2 separate regions of the Canis lupus genome follow, and region 2 is linked to region 1. The links are chromatin contacts, called in public Hi-C maps. All regions are on one chromosome and are shown on one strand. The core of a region is the stretch at or near the end of the contact, and the rest is flanking DNA. Distances in the headings are between cores, read along the strand shown.

Region 1 (4,251 bases), core at 1,080-3,579:
TGAGATTTGGAGATGAACAATCCATTCCTGGCTGCCCTGAAGCAAATCCCAGCATCCATCTCAGGCAGAAGAATTAGTCACTTGTCAGTTCTCTTCAGCACCGCGGACAGCACCCCCAGAGTCACCTTTCAGGCCCCCCCACCAGGGCCCTGGTGTACCAGGCTCAGTGACTGGCACCGCTGCCAAAGGAAAGGACGGCCTTGCTTCCCTTATCCCCAAGAACTTACCATCTGGTTCAAGGGAGAAGAGTGACATGCAAGGGAAACTCACTCACACAGTGCTGGGTGTTCACTCGTGCTGTGGAAGGACCCTCCCAGCCAATGTGGGACTGGATTTCCATTCATGTGTTTGGCTGCTATTGAGCAGCCGCTGTGTGCCTGCTTCTGTACCAGACATCGTGGAGAAAAAATACAGATGAATGAAGACCGTGCCTGCCCTTGAAAAGCTTGCGGTTAGTGGAGGAGTCTAGAAACCAATAATTATGGGACAGATAAGCAAAATAGCTCCCCCTACTTGGGCGCTTACTATGTGCCAAGCATGGCATGAGGAGTTGCACACAAGATGATGTAAATGAGCTAGCTACTGCTTTTAGTTCTGTTTTACAGCAGGGAAAACCAAGTCAGGTGACTTGCCCAGGGTCACACGGTGATGGAAGAGCAGAGCTGGGACTTGACCGGGTGGTCAGACTCCAGAGTCTGTGACTGAAGCCACTACCGCAGTCCATGAGGCAATGGTGGGGAGGCATTTGGATAAACATAGAAGAGGCCAACGGAGAATGCCAGAGGAGAGGACACCTGGGCTGAATTTTCCCAGGTGAGGAAGTGGGGAAAGAGCAGAGAGAACAACTGGTGTGGAGCCAGAGGAACATAGCCCATTCCAGCACTTCCTTGTAGCTACAGCAAAGGGTATGAGGACAGAAGAGTGGTTAGAAGGGCTAGAGGGGTCCCCAAAGGTGAGCCCTTGAGAAATGTTGTACTAAGCCAGGGAGTTGGATTTCATTCTGAGAAAACAAAGGGTTTCAAGCCTTGAAGGAAGGTGTTCACGTTTGTCTTCTGGAAAGCAGGCAACAGTGAACTGAGGGGTGGACAGGACAGGGACCCTGGGTAGGTGGCATATCCAGCCAGGGGGCTTCTGAAGAACAGGTGAAGGAGGGGAGCTGGGGTGAGGCAATGGAGGGTGTGACCACAAGAGCCCTTGAGGAGGGCATGACCTTGTGGGTAGGACCAATGGCCCTGGCCACACACCTCCAGGGCTCATGCCAAGACCAAGAGAAAGGAAGCCACTGCCTGATTTAAAGCTTGTGCACTTTGCTCGTGGGCCCCTATTGCTCAAGACCTAGTTAATTTTAGTTTACAAATACCTCTGACAGTGTTGAGGGTCTGATTCCCAAATGCACAACAGATTAGAGGTGGGAAGTTTTACAGGATATAAAACTGTAAGTAAGAACTGATAAGAGGCAAGCTGATAGCAGTGAGAGATGCTGGCTGATGTTAAGATACCAAAACTTGAAAGGAAAAAAAAAAAAAGCAAAAAAGCATAACAGGGGTGCCTGGGTGGCTCAGTTAGTTAAGTGGCACACTCTTGATTTCAGCTCAGGTCATGATTTCAGAGCCTTGGGATCAAGCTATGTGATGGGCTCTGTGCTCAGCAGGGAGTCTGCTTGAGATTCACTCCCCCCCCCCCCGCCTCTGCCCCTCTGCCCACCCCCTGCTCGTGCTCTCTCTCTAACTAATAGATAAATCAATCTTTAAGAAAATAAATGAAAGCGGGGAATCCCTGGGTGGCTCAGCGGTTTAGCGCCTGCCTTTGGCCCAGGGCGTGATCCCGGAGACCCGGGATCGAGTCCCGCGTCGGGTCCCTGCATGGAGCCTGCTTCTCCCTCTGCCTGTGTCTCTGCTTCTCTCTCCCTCTCTGTATGTCTCATGAATAAATAAATAAAATCTTTAAAAAAAAAGAAAATAAATGAAAGCATAACAAAGTGGCATCCGTAGATTTCAGAAGCAGCAATACAACTTATATTAAAAGACACTCTGTTTAATAAAGTCGGGAATTAGGTCGTATTTTTTTAAAAATATTTTCATCCTAAGGCTAAAATAGAATTTGAAAGTTTGAGTAATTAAAAGAGCAAACCCTCAGCTCCACAGGTTGGCTAACTGCCCTTAGGATCCAGGGAACGGAAACCTTTTTGTGCCTTGCATTTTCAGGGCACCTTCCAGAACCCTGTCCTGACCCTCAGCTCACCTGATCCTCACAGCTACTCCACGAGGAAGACAGCAGAGGGGCCGTGCCCATGTCACAGGCGGAGAAGCTCACGCTCCTCTGTCCAGAGCTGCCCAAACCGTCCTTCATCCTCAGGGCCAGGCGTGGAGCGCAGGCGTCCGGACCTGCAGCTGGAGCGCCGCGGCCCCGCCCCCTCCCGGGCCAGGCCACACCCCCCGCAGGTGCGCAACACCTGCTCTGCTGCTGATTGGCTGCTGGGACGGCACTGAGCAACGGCCCGCCCCTTCTCGCGTCTACGTGTGGTGACATCATAGGCTTATTTGCATAGCCATCAGCCAATCGTCAGCGCCCCGACCCGGGCGGCCCGGCTGCCTGCTGCAGCGCAGGTGGTGCTCTGGGGCCTTGCGTGCGCTCTCCCACGGAGCGTGCGCCGCTGCCTGAGGTCCCGACGGCTTTTAGTCCCCTTCCTCAGATTAAGGAACTTCCGCGGCTTGGCTTCCCCCGCCTGTTTGTGAGCGTGGTCTGGCCGCGACGTCCGCCGCCCCCCTGATCCGCAGAGTTGACTGGCCGTGAAGGGTGTCCCTTCCCCCTCACCGCTCCCCGTGTGTCCCTCCCCCCGAAGCTGCGCTCGGTCGAAAAGGGGGACCGTACCTGAAAAGAGGAGGACCGTGCTTCCGTCAAGGGAATACAAGTAGCTGGGCTGCCCTGCTGGAGCCTCCAAGGAAGCTCTCGGGGCCCATTTGTAGGGGGACGTAGGGTGGTCACACTGCCAAGACTCCAGACACGGCCAGATGAGGCCCGCATGTAGCAGTCTGCCTTCTGGAAGGAAGGAGGGAAGGGAGGAGGGAGGGAGGGAGGGGGGGAGGGAAGGAAGGAGGGGGAGGGAGGAGGAGGGAAGGAGGGAGGGAAAGAAGGAGAGAGAGGAAGGAGCTTCGGAAGTCTAAGGATTTGGCCAAGGTCACTCAGATAAGTGGTAGAGAAGGAATTTGGATCCAAGAGTGTCTGACTCAAATACTAGGCTCTTAACAGCCCTGGTGTCTTCCAACAGGGGTACAAGGGAGCCCCAAGGACTTCAGCCTGAGGAGGCAGCTTCCCCGGACCCCTTCCCCCACTGCCCGTACAGAGGTGCAGACTCGCTAGCTAAGAGGAGCCCCTCCCCTTCCTGCCCGCATCTTCAAGTGCATCTTTGTCAGAGGAGGGGCCTGGCGAGGAACTTCAGCCAGGGAAGGCAAGCGGCCAGGCCCTTAGACCGTGGTGGGGCCTTCTGGGGAGCCCTGAGCTGAGGGCTCAAGTGGGTGCTGGGCCTCGGTCTGGAGCACCAAGGTACCGTGTGACCTGGGCCGTGTGTGAATCAGGAGCTCTGAAGGCTCTTCCTGGCCCGCCGGCTGCGAGGCTGACTTTCGGGGGGCTGGAGAGGCGCGCTGGCTGGACACAGGTGAGGGAAGACGCCAGACCAGCCTCCCAGCCCTCCCCCTTGCCTGCATAAGGAGAAGCACCCCCGCTGGGGCCCCGGGAGTGCCACTCTCAGGAAGAGAGGTAGAAGACCACCACCAGCCTCGGGCCCAGTCCCTCTCACTGAATCATCACACACGCGGGGACAGCTCTGCAGTCAGGGAAGCCTTCTGGTGGCGGGGGCGGGCAGGGGGCGGTGTTGGTGGCAATGAACTTCTCGAGCTGGCTGGCTGAATGGGCAGGCTGGACGGGAGAGTGTGCCGGGGAAGGGAGAGTAAATGCAGAGGCAGAGGAGGGACCAACTTTACCTCACTGGTAGAGAACACCACCCACTGCGACAGGGCAGGTGGATGACTCAGAGAGCCGGTGACGCAGGGTCCCACTAGAACCTGGGTTTCTTTGCTCCCAGCCCTGCGTTCATCTCAGCCTGAGCCCCAGCCTGCATCTCCACCCTTTTGTCTGTCCGGGTGCCAATGGGTTGGGGCCAGGGTGGGGGTCCCCTCAGCCATCTCTGCTGGCCGGGGCTCAGCATCATCACCAGCAACTTCCCCCTGCCTCGCCCAGACCTGCCCCCCAACC
Region 2 (3,982 bases), core at 173-2,672, 410 kb before region 1:
GCCTCCTCCCAGTGGCTCTGAGAGTTGGAACTTGGATCCTCCCTTTACAGATAAGAAACCAGAGTGTGGGCCAAGACCCTCGTCTATGGCGGGGCTGCCTGAATCGTAAGAGGCAGAGACAAGATTGAAACCCGAGTCTGTCTTCATGGACTCAGCCCGGAGTCACCTTCCCCGACGAGCCTCAATGTCAGAGCAAGCCAGCAGCACAGAGAGAGGGTGTAATGTATTCTGCACACAGGGGCTGACGTCACTAAGAATGTTCTCAGCCTTCCGTCCCCCAAGAATTATGTTGCATCTCACCCCCAGCCAGTGCCTCTAATTCCAGTGTGCTTTTAGAAGAAAGACAAAAGCACAGATGTTGGGATCATTTATCTCTTCTTTAATTCAACCTCCTCTTTAATCAGCAAATATTTATTGAGCACCTGTCATGAGCCCATTTCCATAATGTTCTTTTGTTCGTGACACCTCCTGGACCCCTATTGCGTGCCAGGCCCTCACTCAGCGCGTGTGACTGTTACGGGGACGCTGTGGTTGTTAGGATCATCCCTCCCTCCACTTCACAGATGGAAAAGCTGAGGTTCCAGAGAAGGGCACTGGCCACCCTGAGGCCACCAAACTGCTAAGTGGCCAGGACGGGATTCCAGCCCAGGTGTGGCCAAATTAAGGCAGGACCTCTGCTTTCTCCATCAGCACAGCTGTGGCTTTTTATTAAAAGGATTTCGACATTTCCCCGGGGCTCTGTGTATGGCAGGTAGTGGGGCTGGAGGGCCCCAAGAGAGATGGGGTGTCATAAAATGTTCCCTGACTCCAAGAGCTGGTCGGCCCCCTGTGTGCTGCTCAGGCCCTGGGTGATGCCACAGGCGCAGCAGGCCCAGGAGGAAAGGGATGTGTGCTGGGGGTAGAGAGAACCACAGGCTCCAGCCCACTCTCCTTGTGTCTAGCCGACAAGTCACCGCCACCCTTGGTCCCTGCCTGCCCCACCCCTGTGCTTCGCTACTGGACTGCAGCCATCAGCCAGCACCAGGCTCTGGGCATGGAGCCCTGGCCCTCCTGGCTGACCTGTTTACAAATGGGGAGTTCAGAAACAGTCTGGGCTGCCGCCTCCTCCCAGGGCAATCCCTGGGATGGGGGCATAGCTGTAGGCCTCCCGGGTTTCTCAGAGCCCAGCCCCTGCAGAGGCTGCCTCCTCCAGGCTGGCAGCCGACCCCATGCAGGTGTCCTGGTCCATCAGAATCTAGCTGTGAGGAACCCTCTGGCGGCCCAGCAACTCTAGCAGGTGTGACTGTGGGAGCTGGAGGGGAGCAGAGCTGAGAGGCTCTCCCCCCAGGAGGGCAGAGGGTCATCCAGACAACGGAGGGGGGATCTTATCCCTGAACCACACAGGGCTGTCCTCTCCCCTGGGGGGAAACATGGGGTGCTAGAAGGACCCCTGCCTGCACTGGGGGCCCTCATCGGCTGAGAAACCACAGACCACTCACTCTACCTCTCTGGGCCTCCATGTCCTCCTTGTGAAAGTGGACAGAGAATGCTCGGAGCCACGTGCCAGGCGGACACTAGTAACTCGTGCCGAGCCCGTGCTCAGCACGTTGCACACTGTCTTCGTTATTGCCCCAGACAACACGAAGACCTCGGGATTCTTGGCATCATCCCCATCTTGCAGATGAGAAATCCGAGGAGGCTCGGAGCAGGGAAGTAAGCTTCCCAGGGTCACGTAGCTGGTGAGCCGGTGGCCACAGGCTGCCTGAACTTGGCCACCCCACCCGCCAGTCCCGGGGCTCTGCCGCATGGCTGTCGGCCTTGCTTCCCGGGGAGGTGACAGTCACAGGTGCCAGGACACCCTGGCCGGTGTGCCAGCCCCTGGTCAGGGCCTGCTGCCCCACCCACCTGCCTGATCTCGAGGAGCAAGTCGCCAGCCCCTGAGCCCCCTTCGTGTCCTGAACTCCTCTGCTATCCCGCTCAGAAATGAGTTGTGCTCCCCCCGTCTCTGGAACCATCTCCCCCTGTTCTCCTGGCTAAGCCTGCTTTTCCCTCCAATCGGCCTTCAGGCAGCTTGCATGTCACGTCCCTGGATGACATGGGTGGCTTCGCTGTGCACCCCCCCCACACACACACCGTGGCCTTCTCCTGAAGAAGAAAGCACTGCCTCCTCTCTGCCCACATCCGGGCCATGGGTTCAAATCCAGACTCTGCCCCTCCCGAGCTGTGCAAACACCAGCAAGCAGGTCGCTTTCAGCTCCTCCCTGCAGAAACGGGCATAATCGTAGCCTCCCCTTGTGGTGGCCACAAAGGCCAAGTCAGTTAGCCCAGGGGTGGCCTTAGAATGGCTGCCTGTCCTGAGCAAGCGCTGGATGTCTGGCCCCCACTTCACTTTCCCCGTTGGAGCTTTCCTGAGTGTGAATTGTATGTGACCGCTGGTTAGAGTTCCTGCCTTCCTCCCAGACTCCGAGTTCCTCGGAGGGTGGAGAGAGCTTCTGGCTCGTTCCTCGCCCTGCCCCCAGCTGGAGCACAATGCCTGGCACAGAGAGGGCAGCTAAGACATATTTGTTGCGTGAATGAATGGTTACATGGGTGCGTGACTACAGCGGACCCCGTTCTCAGCGTCAGAATGAGATCAGGTGATTGGGGAATGCAGGCAACAGTGCTTACCCACGGTTGCCTGATTTAACAGCCACTTAAGCCTTTTCTTAGAGATCTGGATTCCTGGGCCTCACCCTCTGGAGATTCTCATTCCCTGATTGTGAGGGGCTCCGGGAGCCTGCGGTTTTAACAAGCACCTCTGATTCGTAGACACAGGCAGTTTGAGAAATGCTGGTTTAGAACAAAGCTCAAAGAGGAAATCCATAGAAGAGGGAGGCAGATACACCGTTAACATGGCCCAGAGGCTTGAGGCGAGGGTGTCCCCCTGTCTGAGGGGTGGGACAGGGAGAAGACCCTGGAGGGCTTCCTGAAGGAGGTGGCCCTGGGGCCAACCTTGAGGATTGGGAACAAAGATGCAAGGGTCAGGGGTGTCCAGCTCCCTCCTCACAATGACCCCATCTAGAAGACAGAGGAAGGTGGCATAGGCCCAAGTCCATTACCCATGGACCCAAGTCCAGGGTTCTGTGAATCAGGATGCCATGCCCCAAGGGAACATCCAAGTGTGATGGCGGGTCTGCTCCATTGGAGAGGGAATGGGGTCCAGGCAGCACTTTGCAAAGGAAGCTAAGACAGGAAAAAGCCTCAGACCAGTGACTAGGCCAGTGGGCCCTGCCTGGAGGAGGTTGCCCTGGCTCTGGGAGGGCGGGGGGGAGGACCCGGGGCAGGGGTCAGTGGTCATGATCAATATTCCTCATTTCCATCATGGCCCATCCAGAGCTGTATAGCAGGCATTAAGACTGCTGTTGGTGAAGGCATTGAGACTGTATCCCGGACACAGGGAAGACAACACCCATCTTGGGAAAGGTGGGAGGGCAGGGGCAGGGGCATTTTATTGATAAGTGTTGACCGTGAACTTGGCCTCCTGAAGTCCAGCCTCCAGGAAAGCCACTGTACACCGAGGTCTCCATTCAGGCCTGAGTCTGCGAGTGTGTGTGTGTGTGTGTGTCCCCGCAGGTGCACTGTAGGGCTCCTGAATGTGTGTAGGGACGTTGTCTTCACCACTCTATCCTGAGTGTCTACCACAGTGGCTGGCATGTAGTGTGTGCTCGATGAATGATCGGATGAGGTGCAGCGGCCCCCTACGTGTCATCGCCACAGTTCCGGGTAAGATGGAATTTGGGTCTGTAGGGCTGCCTAACAGCCTGCAGGCAGGGCAGGACCTGCTCGGACCTTTAGAGCCTAGCTGTTTGGAGAGACAGGAAGCATGCATGTGCAGGAGATAGAGAGCCTAGAGAGCCACCTTCGATGGCCAAGGATTTCATGGAGATGAGCAGTATTTGCCAGGCAGGCGTCGCATGTGCTAAGGCCTAGAGGTGTAAGACGCTCTTCTAGGACCTGGGGCCTG

The links. A called contact is a pair of places that touch in the nucleus more often than the background predicts.
Region 2: a Hi-C map of skin fibroblasts shows a contact between it and region 1, with 2.2 times the contacts expected there. The contact joins two enhancer-like sites. A contact is called at or near these places in 2 of 9 Hi-C or Micro-C datasets (amygdala and skin fibroblasts).

The regions. Positions count from the first base shown.
Region 1 is chr18:44,664,794-44,669,044 of UU_Cfam_GSD_1.0, reverse strand. No RefSeq gene overlaps it. Among named protein-coding and RNA genes, the nearest start is that of PRDM11, 36 kb to the right of the region's middle. Within about 2 kb of position 2,329, at least 11 of the 20 cell types and tissues checked have an H3K27ac peak or open chromatin away from gene starts, as enhancers often do.
Region 2 is chr18:45,074,986-45,078,967 of UU_Cfam_GSD_1.0, reverse strand. No RefSeq gene overlaps it. Among named protein-coding and RNA genes, the nearest start is that of CD82, 63 kb to the left of the region's middle. Within about 2 kb of position 1,422, at least 2 of the 20 cell types and tissues checked have an H3K27ac peak or open chromatin away from gene starts, as enhancers often do.